Regions from separate parts of the Mus musculus genome. Here region 1 is linked to region 2. Evidence: chromatin contacts called from public HiChIP or PLAC-seq data. All regions are on one chromosome and are shown on one strand. The core of a region is the stretch at or near the end of the contact, and the rest is flanking DNA. Distances in the headings are between cores, read along the strand shown. Region 1 holds the start of Gad2 (glutamic acid decarboxylase 2). Region 2 has its middle 53 kb from the start of Gm52501.

What was found. HiChIP or PLAC-seq counts read pairs in DNA pulled down with a chosen protein or histone mark.
Region 1: a contact with region 2 is called in an H3K27ac HiChIP or PLAC-seq map of SST interneurons, with 11 times the contacts expected there. The contact joins the promoter of Gad2 here to the enhancer-like site in region 2. A contact is called at or near these places in 4 of 39 promoter capture datasets (embryonic stem cells, hippocampal neurons, liver and 1 more), 4 of 115 datasets of contacts at active chromatin or transcription factors (SST interneurons, astrocytes, embryonic stem cells and 1 more) and 2 of 9 other capture datasets (embryonic stem cells and liver).

Annotation. Positions count from the first base shown.
Region 1 is chr2:22,619,720-22,626,568 of GRCm38.p6, reverse strand. It overlaps Gad2 (glutamic acid decarboxylase 2), which reads right to left and starts at 4,242. Exons shown (of 16, transcript NM_008078.2): 1 at 3,831-4,242; 2 at 3,074-3,133; 3 at 2,731-2,880; 4 at 1,538-1,771. The coding sequence starts at 3,906.
Region 2 is chr2:21,278,838-21,285,561 of GRCm38.p6, reverse strand. No RefSeq gene overlaps it. Among named protein-coding and RNA genes, the nearest start is that of Gm52501, 53 kb to the right of the region's middle. Within about 2 kb of position 2,626, at least 23 of the 459 cell types and tissues checked have an H3K27ac peak or open chromatin away from gene starts, as enhancers often do. A contact at or near this core is called in SST interneurons and neural tube, where this site is marked.

The DNA.
Region 1 (6,849 bases), core at 2,993-5,492, 1.3 Mb before region 2:
TCTTAATTCTAAATGCGTTTCAAAGACTAGCTAGCAGCTTTTAAAAACTAAGAGGTTAAAAAAAAAGTATGTATTCTTTTTTATTTGTGAGCAGAATAAACAAATGGTAGTAGTTTCCATTAGCATATTTAAATGTAAGGTGTGGGGAATGGGTCAAGCAGAAAAGGATTAAAAGCATTGCTCCAGTTTGTGTGGATGCGTATGTGCAAAGTAAGTGGGAGCAGAGTATCTTTTCATGCCTGACATGTGTATCCTGCTGGCTTTTCAGGAGGAGTAACTGACCATATCTAAAAAATATCTATAATCCATGGAAATCAACAAGTTAAACTCATTTCCCCTCATATCTATTTGCACCTCTACATTCTTACAAAGTGGATAATAATTACACAATAAATCCATTTTCCGAGGCTTCTGTGCAAACCTGTTTCTCTAACCATATAAAGAATGCTCAGGCGAGAAAAGTCTAAACCATTTTTGTAGCAAAAATGTTAAAATGTTTGTGGTTTGTTATACTAACAAACTACCCACAAAATGGCAGCATAAAACATGACGTTTGCAAGGTAACCAATGGTTACTTAATACTTCACATTTGTTGCCAGTAAATCTTTTTAATTCTACAAATCATTGTAAATCCATAAGCCTTCCCTCCTCCAGCTCAGAAAGGTATTTATATTTATCACTTTACTCTGTTTCACAATGTATCGAGATGATCAGAGACAATGTAGGAAAAAAAGCCCTACACTCAGGATCTGGCTGGAAGAAAGCTGTGGAGGTACTCAAATGATGTTGCACCTGGACTTCAGCATCGTTTTATCCTGTTTTAATGGCTGCCTTGAGACTCTAATAGAGTATTCCACACATGTTTAAAATGGCCCCTTAAACGTGTTGGTATTCTTATCCACATACTCAGTAGCCGTATAGGAGACAAATCCTTGAGTAACACTGCTGGACTGCTAAGCTAGTCTATATTGTGGTGTGTGGGGATGGGGGTGGGGAGGGGTGCACACCCGGGAGTGTCTCCATAATTTTTTTCAAACCAGGAGAAAAATTGGAATTCAAACCTAACATTTAGTCTTTTGAAACAACGCTTTTTAACATTCTACCTCCAGCCTGAAGATTACGTAGGCTGGTTAGCTGGGGTTCTTGACTAGTTCCATGTCAAGGAAATTGCCAACAATGCCCTGGAGTTCAGGCATACTGGATTCCGTCTTTAGTTTTTCCTGGTCCCCTTTTACATTCCCCTTCTTTCCCCATTTTGGGTCGTTTGTACTGGCTCCTGCTGACAAATGGTTGCTTCTACAACCTCCGATTAATCTCCGTGCCAATCTGACAATTTATACCCCGATGACAGCTCGGTTATTATTAGCAAGGTGCCTTTGAATCACTCCAATAATGACTATTTTTAAGCGAATGTAACTTTGCAATTTTGAAAATAACACGACCCATCCAACATAGGAGAAACGGCTTTATAGGAAAAAAAAAAAGGAAAATTGCAGAAGGAAAAAAAAACCCTTTATTATTGCTGGTTGCACAGTACCTGTTTTAATTGCATATTTTAGAGTTGTTTGGCAATGCGTCAAAATTTCCTCCAGATTTTGCGGTTGGTCTGCCAATTCCCAATTATACTCTTGAAGAAGCTCATTGGGGTAATGGAAATCGATCACTTTAGTTGATCTATCGAAACTTTTCACCACGTACTGAAGCAAAATGTTCATAACATCTTGTAGAAATGCCAGAGTGGGCCTTTCTCCATCACACGCTGGCAGCAGGTCTAAAGAACGGAATGGGAAGGACACTTTAGACTTCACTACGCAAAGATACAGGCAATTCCTGAATGGGCAATTTTGCTTTGAACTGATTTGATTAGCACTGTATACACAGTACTCAGGAGGCTGAAGTAAGGGGCTCTCTGGGAATTGGAGACCAGATCGGGTTAGAGGGGAGAAGACCCCGTTTCAAACAAAATCAGAGCACCTGGAAACACAAGCGAATAAAATCCCCTTCTGGAATTAAGTCTCGTATTTTATTTGTAACATATTATGTTGCTTGGCTTATTATTTTCCAAAAAGAGTGTCTCAATTTGTCTGTTTCACAAGCGTTTGTTCTACATTTGAGTAAATCATCTTAATGGTTTGTCAATACTCCACTTCCGAAATGTTTGAGAAACGCCTTCGGGCAAACCAGGAAAGGCCGTTCAAGCCAAGTTATGATCTCTGGCTTTTTTTGGAGGACAGATGTTTCCAAAGTTGGTGTGTGTGTGTGTGTGTGTGTGCGCGCGCGCGCGCTCACCCGCTGTTTGTGAGCCTGGGAGTTATGCATGCGTAGGTAAAATTTAGCGCCTTGGGCTTGGGTAAACAGGATCGTTCCTTGTTGAAATCACGGTTACAAACTACTTTGGATCCAGTCGAACACCTAAAAATCCCTGCAATTCCGAACTACTTGAACTACTTTGTAGGGTATTTTGGAAATTTGTGCTACTCAGAGGCTTGGGCAGCACCAAGAAGCCTACCAAGGTACACACTGCCACCTCCAACTATCGAGGCTGCGCAGTGCAGGGCGCTTGGCCACTGATTCTGGTTGGGGAAGGCCAGGGCCTCGGTGCCCTCCAGCCCACAAACCCCACGTCCTTTCAATTCTGTGGAAGATCCTCAGAATCCTCACCCCGACATCCATTTGGAGGGTCAGATGTCTGCGGGGTGGAGCGTGGTCCTGGCCAGCCGGCCCATTTACCTGTTGCGTGCAGAAACGCGTAGTTGACATCCCCTTTGGGGCAGTTGCAGGGTTTTTGGTCGCAGGTGCAGGCGACCTTCCCGGTGGCGGCCCGCGAGGTCACGCTCCCGCCGCCCTCCGCTGGCTTCCCGGAGTCTCCATAGAGCAGAGCTGGACAAAGACACGGAACGCGGGACCTGAGTCAGCTGGCGGTAGTCTCCGCTCCTACATCCCCACCCACCCGGCAACCCAGGGATTCGTCCAACCTAGGCTGCAGGCTCAGAGGGGAGCCCACGACTTTGCTCCCGCCAGCCGCGGGCCCCCGACCTTGCCAGCCCTTCTCCCATTCAGTGCCACCACTCACCGCACAGCTTGTTTCCGATGCCGCCCGTGAACTTTTGGGCCACCTGGCACCACGCTCTCGCTGCAATCGCCAGGCAGGGAAAAGCGAATCGGAAAGAAAACAGACGGGCGAGTGAGAATTTTCGTTCCAAGTGAACCAGGTCTTTAAGTCCAGAGTCTGGGGGCCCGGCGCCAAACTCGAAGCAGCCACCAGCTAGCGACTCTGCTTTCAGCAGGTGGGGGAGTCCGAGGGAATCTGACGCCGGGGCCAGCCCTTTCCTTGCGGTGTCCCAGAAAGAAAGCAGCTCACAACGCCGCCCTTTGCACTTTGTTCGCCAGGTTCTCGGGTTTCCAGACTCTCCCTGCCCTCACCTGGGCTGCCTTTCCTAAACCCGAGGCTGTTTGTTTCTCACCGCGCTTGCCTTTCAGACCCCAAACTCTTTCCTGCTCCCATTTTGTCTTTCCCTGCCCAGGGTCTAGACGTCCCGAGGCAAAGCCTAGATCTTTGATTTCTGACTCCCGCAGACGCTGCAGTCTTTCAGGAGCCTATGTTTAGGGGAAGGGGCCTAGACAACCCTGGGCTTTTTCCCTGGGGGACAAAGGACTGGGTGGGGGGGGGGGTTGGTGTTCTCACACAGTTACGGACTTAACCCAGAGAGCCGGGCGAAGCGCCCGAATAAGTTTCCTGTTGCAGATGTCAAAGCTTTGATGATCAGCCTAGCCCTGCAAACCCTAAACCACCCACAAAGCTCTCCCGCTGCAGGTCCTGATTTTCCTACCTGTGCCCGGGTTCTCAGGATCCGCAGAGCCATCTTCAGATCCGAAGGACCAAAAGCCGGAGCCAGGAGACGCCATGGGTTCTGCTAGACTGGCGCTGGTCGCCTCCAAGTGGCTGTGGCAAGCTGCCTTTGCCTCGACCCTGCACGAGAGTGCGTGCGTGTGCGAGTACGTGTGGCGGGAGAAGGGCACCGCGCGAGGGCTGGAGCGGCAGCGCGACGAGGGTGGGTGTCACACAGGGACAGGAAACGTGCTGTCTGCGTATGCCAGTGCTCGTGCGTGTTTGTATGTTCCAGTCAGGGCGCAGGGACGCGCTGCTGTGCTCTGCGCCGCCGAGGTTAAATGGGGGGAGTAGCCGTGATCCTCGCAGTCTGGAGATTGGAAAGTGGAAAGGGCCCAAGAGATTTTTAGGGAGAGGGAGCTTGGTGGGGAGATGAGAGAGTGACGGAAGGGAAATGGAGGCGCTGGGTCGTGAGGTGCGAGTCAGATGCGGGGGAGGGAGGCGTGCCTGCGTAGTGCTGACCCAGCCACAGGCGCTCCAGGTCTGCTTCTGCCGGAACGCGCTGTCCAGGGTGCTACCACAGCCCTCAGCACGCTGGCCTAGGTGACCCCAGGGACAGGGAGACCTTGGCAAGATTGGAATGGTGGCCGAGGGCAATTTCACGTGTGCATCGATTGGCTCATTGTTTGAGGGCTGTCTCTGGCTGCTGCCGAGCAAAAGTGGTTCTCGCGCCCGCCTTCCTCCAAACCAGTGCTGAGGTCGCTGTGACCTCAAGAGCCCAGGCCACCTGGCCTCAATCAGGAAGAGCTCCAAAGCTTGGGGAAGGAACCAAGGAGGGAGGAAGGTGGACCGCTTCCACACCAACGAACTCATTTCATCTCCTTAGCAGAGCCTAATGTCTGCCTGCTGAGCTGAGCCAGCCTGGGGGGTGGGGGTGGGGGTCGTACGGTTTCTGTGCAGTCATGCCTGGGTCCCCAGACCCATCGTCCAGGTTTTGACTGACGGCTGAAGAGAAAGGCTGCTGATTGAAGCAATTAAAATCCACGCTGGAATCTATCACTGAGGACCTCAGGCTGAGAAAAATTAAATAAATAAAACGAACAGAAACTTCTTGGAGTGGGTGAGAGCTGACACATACACAGGATTCAGGGAGTCTCAAAGTAAGCGAATCAGTTTTTCCAAATCCCAGGAAAAGGCACTCCCATCTTTTCAGGGATACTCAACCCACTGACCTCGTCCCTTCCCAAGAGGAGTTCTTGCCATCAGCAGGTGCCTAGGAACACAACAGTGGCAATTTCCCAGCCCAGAAAGAAGTAGTTTCGTTTGTGTTTTCTAATAAAGGAATGAAAAAATCCTTTCTGTTTCCCTTTTCCCAAAGGCTCTTAAATGCAGGGACGGCGCCTTGAGGAAGATTTGGGGCCCTCTGGCTCCGCTTCCGTTTCCTCTTGCCTATACTAAACCCATAGTTCCAGGCTTACAGAGAGCTCAAGAAAGACTTGCAGGAAAGTGCTGCTTTAAACCGTTCCCGATCTCCTTTCCTTCTCTCCGAGCGAGGGACTGCAGCTTCCCTGCTCTCCATAGTCCTTTATTCCTTCTTTGAGTTTTTCAAATGAGTCACCAAAGCTGTTGCCGGAGGAGAAACCCTGGGACCTTTAGTCTTGGTGACCAGGATCACTTATTTTGTTAGGGATCCGGAGACCTCGAATAACTGCAGATGACCAAGTGCATTCTCTCCACAAAGCTTTATCTTCTTCCCAAGGTTTCCAGAATCCAGGGGGGCCAGGGAGGATCTAGCTAGAGGATGCCCACTGAGGTCCGGTGAGTGGCCCGAGGTGGGGAGGGGGAGGGCGGTGAGATTGGCACTGCTGAGGTGCTACCCAAGGCGTGTCTCTAAGGGAAGGCAGTCACCTTGACCCTAGGCCTCAACTTAGTAAGTCTTTAGGGTCCTCCAGGCCTGGTGGCTTCAGCTGGCAGAGGTAACAGCTCCTGGAAAGGGCGCTTCCGCCCAGCCTTGCCAACAAGACTTGGAGAGCCTGAGTCTTTGTTTAAATCCATACTAAATCCTGCAAAATAATTCTCTTCAAGCCAGCTGGCTGGGGTTGAAGCTTTTTACCATGGATGAGTGGTCGGAAATAAAAAAAAAAGGTTCTTAAACACACACACACACACACACACACACACACACACACACACACACACACACACACACCTTCCAAGGAAGAAATGGATGAAAACAAGAGATACAGATTTTCAACATCTGAATTTTACTTCGTCAAAAATAGTAACTTAAAGCGATACTGTGGAAATGCAATTGAATCCCACAGCTCTGAGTATTTTTAAAATCTTATCATACTTTGAAAAAAAATTTTGCCACTCCCCACTTCGAATGCAGGCTGGAATTGGGTTTGTCTTTTTAAAAAACCAACCCTTCGTAGACAGCAATTTGCTTTGTAAATTTTTTTCCCTTTTCCCAAAGGGCCCATCCCCCACCCCCCTCTGGCTCCGGGTTGTTGATAACAAAAGAGCTCTGGGAGGTAATAATTACAGTCATTAGTTCACAAAGGAGGCAGTAGACTGCGAAAGGAATACCGTTAGCCCGGAAGGCTTTCTCTTTACAGTAGGAGACCCATACCAAAATCTCCAGTTTAGCCCACCTCAAGGTTTGGTGGGATTACCTATTCCTTGTCCACTGTGAGCCACCCAGAAATCCCCGTAGTGGGGAGAGGAGAGGGCCGGTCAAAGAAGGATATTTAGTACAAGTTTTCTCTCTCGAGTTCTTTTGCTGCTTAAATGTTGAGAGACTGAAAAAGGCTAGATAGAAAAAGGGTTTGGAAACAACCACGACGTTGCAATCTTCCTTTTCCAGCCTTATCAAGCCAAGGTGCAGGGGCTGAGGTAGATCTGTCTGTTGCGTCTCTACTCAGCAACCGAATAAACCTTCCCAGACACTCTTGCGAGGACCGTGGGGTGCAGGGTCCTCCGCTGGAAGCCAGAATTAAAATCTGGCAAGCTGCAGAGCC
Region 2 (6,724 bases), core at 1,377-3,876:
TTTTGCCTTGCAGAAGCTTTGCAACTTTATGAGGTCCCATTTATCGATTCCCAATCTTACAGCACAAGCCATTGCTTTTCTATTCAGGAATCAGAAAGGCGTTTTCAATGTGTTGAACATATTAGTAGAAGGAGATGGACCATTTCATGAATATCTCCAACAAACATAGACAGAATCCACCCACACAGTGGCTCAACTTGCCTCACACAAAAAGCAATTCTGGCTCTGAGTCAACCTGAGTGTTGGGGTCCTTGCTTGCATGTCCAGATTGTTCCAGATACAATTGGACTTCCTTTCTCTAGAGTCTTCTTTTCCTAGAGTCTATCCTATTCTAGGAAGCTAGGATCTCCAGCCTCTCCGCTTCTTCAGGAAAGGTCACTGCATCCTGCAGGTTCCTGAAACCTAGCATTTGGTCTGTAGTTCTCAGTCCGTAATTCATATTTGGATAGGAATTGTGTTTATCAGAGTTAAGAATTGGTGGTTGGCCAGAAACTAATTCCAACTGATAACCATTAGCAAGTGGAAAATTAGTTTTCTCTAAAGAAGTCTGACTGGGTAAACAAACCACTCTTAAGGCCAGGCCCCATGCAAAGCACAAGATGGACTCAGATTTATTTTTAGAGGTTTTGTCACATGTCGCCCTTTTTTTTTTTTTTTTTTTTTGGCCTTGCCAACAAGTCTGTTTATATACCATGGTTTCCAATTTTGTGTTTTTAGGGTATTTCTATGTGTGCCAATCTGTGTGTCTCTGTGTCTATATGTATTTCTTGTTCTTTGTCTTTGGCTCTTGCTTTTCCAATCATTTGTTTGCTTTGTCTTATTATTAAGGTTTGTTTCTGTTTTGTTGTAGTTGTTGTTTTAAGATTCCTGTTCGGTTTTGGTTTGGTTTTGGTTTGGTTTGGTTTTTGTTTCTGAGAAAGAGCAAGAAAGGATGTAGATTCGGGTGGTTGGAGAGGTGAGGAAGATATGAGAAAAGTCAAGGAAGAGAAAACCATAATCAGAATTTATTGTATGAAAAAAGTATCTATTTTCAACCAAAAAAAAAAAATGATTGTTGACCAGGCATGGTGGCGCACACCTTTGATCCCAGCGCTCGGGAGGCAGAGGCAGGAGGATCTCTGAGTTTGAGAAAGGATTCCTGGTTTACAGAGAAAGTTCCAGGACAGCCAGGGATACACATAGAAACCCTGTCTCAAAAAAAGCCAACAGTAAATAACTGGTGGTAAGAGAATGAAGTGAAGGCTTTTTACTGTCCAGGAAGGACACTAGACAGGGCAGGGGGATAGGCACTGGGCATCTGGCTCCATAGTTAAGAGCAATTGCTGTGCAGTCATAAAAACCAAGGACTAAAGTTCATATCCCAGCACCCACATAATAATCCAAATATCCTGCACACACCCGTGACCCCAGCTCAGAAGGAAACAGAGAAAGATGGTCTCTGGGACGAGCCAGCTTCCACACTAACTGAGAAAATACAGCCAGGGTTCAGGAAGAAACCTTGCCTCAAAGGAATAGGCCTCAGAGTATAGAAGAGAACACTCACTCAGCCTTCCTTCTCTTCTGGTCTTTGCACAAGTACATAGCCAATCACTCATGTACACATACATTCACATGCAAATTAACTAATTGTGCTTTTACAGAAAAGCATATTAAGCTTAGAGAAAGCATGTGGTGAAGAAAATCATCTAAAAATGATAAATTAAATGGTTTGATGCAGAATAATGGGATTTCGTTTACTCTTGAAATTGAAAGCCAGCAATAGGAGTAAAGGGTTGTTTCTCTAGCCCTTCCTGTTCACATGAATCTAAAAGGTGTAACTTTAAAACACATATGCCTGTCATGATTGACATAACCAAACCCCAAAAGCCAAATCTGAATGAAGGAATGAGGAGTCTTGGAGGAAGGCCAGCCAGTGATGGACAGATCATGGGCATCTGCAGGCCAACAATGAGGAGGTCATATTTACCTGCAGGCCAGTGATGGAAAGGTCATGGCCACCTGCAGGCCAGTGATAGACAGGTCATAGCCATCTGCAGGCCAGACAGGTAATAGCAAGCTGCTGGCCAGTGATGGACAGATTATGGTCATCTACCTGTTGTAGTGCCAGTGATAGACAGGTCATGGCTACCTGACTGTTCTAGAACAGAAACTTCACCATGTCCCACAGTGATAGAAGGCTCACATAGATTCGAGGAGTCTAACACAATGAATATGAGTGCATACCTGAACCTAGAGCTGTAGGAATATACAGTGAGCAAGATGTTGTTACTCTTCCTGAAATTCCTAGCCATCCAACCAGAACCCGATCAGAATAAGATACGAGTGAATGCAGTCTTTCAGGTTATAAAAAGCCAGTACTGAGGACACCAAAACTCTAGTCAGAAAGGCAACAGTCTATTCAACTGTAAACAAACACTCCCAAGAGCAGACTCTCTGTCCAGCATGCGGAATGCACATCACATGAAATCGCCTACTTAACCTCAGAGCCTTAGCTACCAAGTCTGCTTTGCAGAGAGGTCCTTTCCTCATTATGTGGCTGAGAGGATTAAATGAGCCAACACTTGCAGAGCATGTGAAAGCGCCTTGGATACACAGAGCCTTCTGACTGATTGTTAGCTACTTTGATTCTGACGATTGCTAATTAGGAAGCTGTATTATTACATAGCAATCAGTGTCTTAATCGGTATGAGCAAGAAGATCCACAATTAGGAGAGCAGAGATGGAGGGGAGTGAGCGAGGAGTTGAAATTCAGCAACAGCAAGAAGCTACGGCCTTTCATTCACTACAGGCTACTGCCAGGGTGGCAGTTCAGACCAATGAAAAGAGGCAGAGTGCTTGAGCGTAGGACCGCTCAGTCAGTCTGGGACAAACGTGGGGCTGCTCCTGCCTCACTCTAGTTCTGAGCTCAGCTTAGTGTGGAGCTTGTGTCCCGTGTCCTCACCCGCCCCAGTTCTCTCCTCTCTGGGCTGTTCCTCGTGTTTACCTGCTGCCCTGCTGATAGGAGAGCATATGCGCTAATAGATGAGAGAATCAAGAAGTTACCAACTAGGGATCTACCCTCCTGCTCTGAAACTATGTTCCACCGAGGGCCAGGCCTGTGATCCTCCCCCACCCCCGCCCCGCACACAGCCTCCCACAAGGCATTCTTGTAACTGACTGAGAGTCAAGAAAAACTCTGCCACAGGAAAAAGTTTCTAAACACACAACAATGTCAAATTAAGTGTCTCTGAAAGTGCTCACCCACGCTACATCCTGGGATTTGACTGCATCCAGCCCCGGTTCTGAGTACAATTGTTCATCTTACACATAGCGGCATTCGGTGCAGCACCGGCAATGCAGCTCAAACACCCGGGCTCTGATTCCAGACCTTGCTTGTTATAAACTGGGGATTTTATTGTACATAAAAGGTTTTGTGCTCTTATAGAAATACATGGTTTCATTAGAGGAGAGAAAGCAAAGACTTAGTATTTTCTCCCATAGTTCCCCTGCATGGAAGTATCAAATGGGTTTCCCTGTGGTTTGGATTCTACTAGAAAGCTTGATTTTTAAAACTATTGTTTGAATTGCTGGTTTCAGTTTCTTCCTTCCTTCCTTCCTTCCTTCCTTCCTTCCTTCCTTCCTTCCTCCCTTCCTTCCTTCCTTCCCTCCTTCCTTCCTTTGTCTTAGGGTTAGGGCAGAATTTCCAACAACTTCGAAAATGACCTGAAACACCTGCTGCTACTCTGTACTGCAGACTTATTCACAGTGGTGTTCTCAGCTGCTGATTTTAAAGCCTTAAACCATGATAAGCTGTGTGTTCAGCAGTACCTAATAGTCGCCAACTTAAATTTAAAAATAGTGCAAAAATAAACAAGCACAGACATCTCATTAATATGTAAATTTGTTTAATTATTAATCAATGTTAGAATTATATGTACAGCAAATAATTGCTTTAAAATGCATTTCCTTATGATGATGCTTTTAATCAGTAAATGCTTTGCTTCTAATATGTATTTTGTATAACTATATGCCTGAGGTCACATAAGACTTTTTTTTTTAGGTGATAAGGAGTTAACTGGGAAAAGTGTAAGATGCCTCAGTATAGTGTAGTGTAGTGTAGTGTAGTAGACTGAAACAGGAGAACCACAGTTCAGGGTCTGCTGGGTCACAAAGAGAGTTCAAACTAAGCAGCCTTGTCTCAAAACATAGAAAATTTTGAAAAATTAAATATAGAAGAAAAAAGAGTGGGAGGTATCTAGAAGGCAGCATGCTTATCTAGCCTGCCTGAGCCCCTGGGTTCAATCCCTAGAACAGCCAATAAACACATACACACGCGTACACACAGAGACAACTACAACCACATGGGATCCCAAGAGAGCTGACCATCCTCCACACACCTGTTCCACACTCAAGGCTGACAGGAAGGAACTGTGAGGTGAGCTTCTGGGAATGGGGAAACTGAGGTAGTTCTCAGAGCTCTTAACTTGCTGAGTCTCTGACCGATTCGAGCCTTGTGATCCGGAGCATAGAACATGGTGATGCTCAGGCCCTGAGAGCACTGCAGCCTGGGAACCGATGTCCAGGCGCCCCCTAGTGGTCTAGGTTCCTGCTGTGCCGGCCACCACCTGCCTTCCAGGCCCAGAAGCATGAGACTGGAGCTGTGCCCACCTCAGTGAAGTGGCCTGTGGACATGTGGGACACCTGCTGTCCTTGCAGCCGACCTGGCTTCCTGTGGAGCTCATTAGGCAGAGGCAGAAGTGCATGCCAGGCTTGCTTTCATAGTTAATTCTACCTCACGGCAAAGCTGACCCTTGTTCAGTTTTTGTCTGGGTAGCAGGAGCTACCTACCTCTCCGTGAGGTAGCTTTTGGGGAACAAACTGGAATATTTGTGGAATTGGCATGAGGTCCTCTTTCTCTGTGTTCTGTCCCACATGTGAAATGAAGGGACTAGAAGCAACCGCAAAGTTAACTCAAACCTTTTAACACTCATCTAGCACAATTCTATAGATTGGCCCCAAGGCTCTTGGTTCAGACCCGCATTCATGCTGAGTCAGAACTAGGCAACACTATCATGTGAAGGGCATGGACAGATGACAAACTGCAAGACTCACATCTCAGTTCATCACTTCTAAACTGTAATGTCAAAGGGGGGAAACAAAAACACCTAACCTCTCTCTCTGACTATTTATCCATAAAAGGAATGATAGCAATCGCTGCCTTCTGGGGTCCCAAGGAGGAGTAAATGAATTCAGTATGTAAAGCCCTTGGAATAGACACTTCCATGAGCACCATGCCATTTGTATTAGTTAATGTGAGCCCTGCTATGTAACAGGAATATCAGTTATCGTTATTATGTATTGTATTGTCCATTACTGTATGCATTGCCTTATCATGTCTATAAGCCTATTATTAAATTCATTCTGCAGATGCAGGAACTAAGAAAGAATGATGGCAAGCATCTCACAGAAGTCACCTTGTAAATGGCCAAATTGGAGTCCAGGATTAGGGCCCTGTCTGTGCAATCACTCCATGGTAAATCTACATTCTATAAAAGAATGTGTAAAGGAACTGTTAGCTACCCTTTCACAGGACTGTGAGAAGGGGATTGAGCAGTACAATAGGCGACCCAACAGGAAGGGCTTGAGCCAGGCCGTAACACATAGACAGCCAAAAGAGCATGTGACTGAAGCCTAAGAGAACATGGACACGTGTGAGGTGGCTAGGCATGTCTTAGTGCCATAGTTTTCAGGTTTAGATCTGAATGTCCTTCACAGTTAAATCAAGGATGCTAAAAACAATAGCCCCTAAGAATTAAAATTTCCTAGGGAAATTTTAATGCTGAAAGAGGAAAAGGCTGAAGCCTGGCCCTGCAGGAGAAGACATCAGAGTTCTGATGGTACTTCTGGGCTCTTTTTCCATCCGTTCCATAAGATAGTTATATCATGACAGAGGGTGGAGATTAACGAGGAGTAATTCTTTCCCGAGACAAACTGTAAACAAATGTGTTTTGTTTACCAGTTTCTGATTCAAAATTTCTTTGAAAATACAGGGGAACTAAGATGGTGGGATAGTGGAACCAAATGCTCTGGGGCCTTGGTCCCCAGCTTGGTGATTGGATTCTGACAGCTTGGACCTGCCTGCAGATGAATCTTTTGTTGGATTCATAACATGATGGTTAAAAAGAGGCCCGGGAATGTCAACTAGATCAAGCCACATTGAAAGGAATCACTGGGGTGTGCATTAGAGCTGTATTTTGCTCTGGCCTCTTGTTCTCCTCTTCCTCTATCTGCTTCTTGTGAGCTTCTTTGCCACGCCACTCCCACCATGATGGACTGGAGTCTTGCAGACCATTAGCAAGATTTATTTCCTCTATTACCTTCTTTTGGCCAGCTTTTTGTTTACCTGGTGAAAGTTGATTGCTTCAAGTGAGGAGCAAACAAGAAAGTGGAAGGGACAGTAAGTCTGAATAGACTTGTACCCACACCAAGTTGCCACGTCCTGATGCCATGCCAGATGCCCTACTGAGCTATTGGGCCATGGCAGCAAAGAACCATCACAGGAGGGTGGAAGCTTGCACAAGAGAACTTGCCTCCTTCCACAGGAGAAACCGATATATGCTGATGTGGAAATAGTCTGGAATTCCCCCGAGGTATAGGGTGTAGTCCAGAGGATGGGTTGAGCATACACGAGGCCATGAGCTCAATCCTCAGCTCTGGGATAAGGAAAGAAAATACTCAAGAGAAA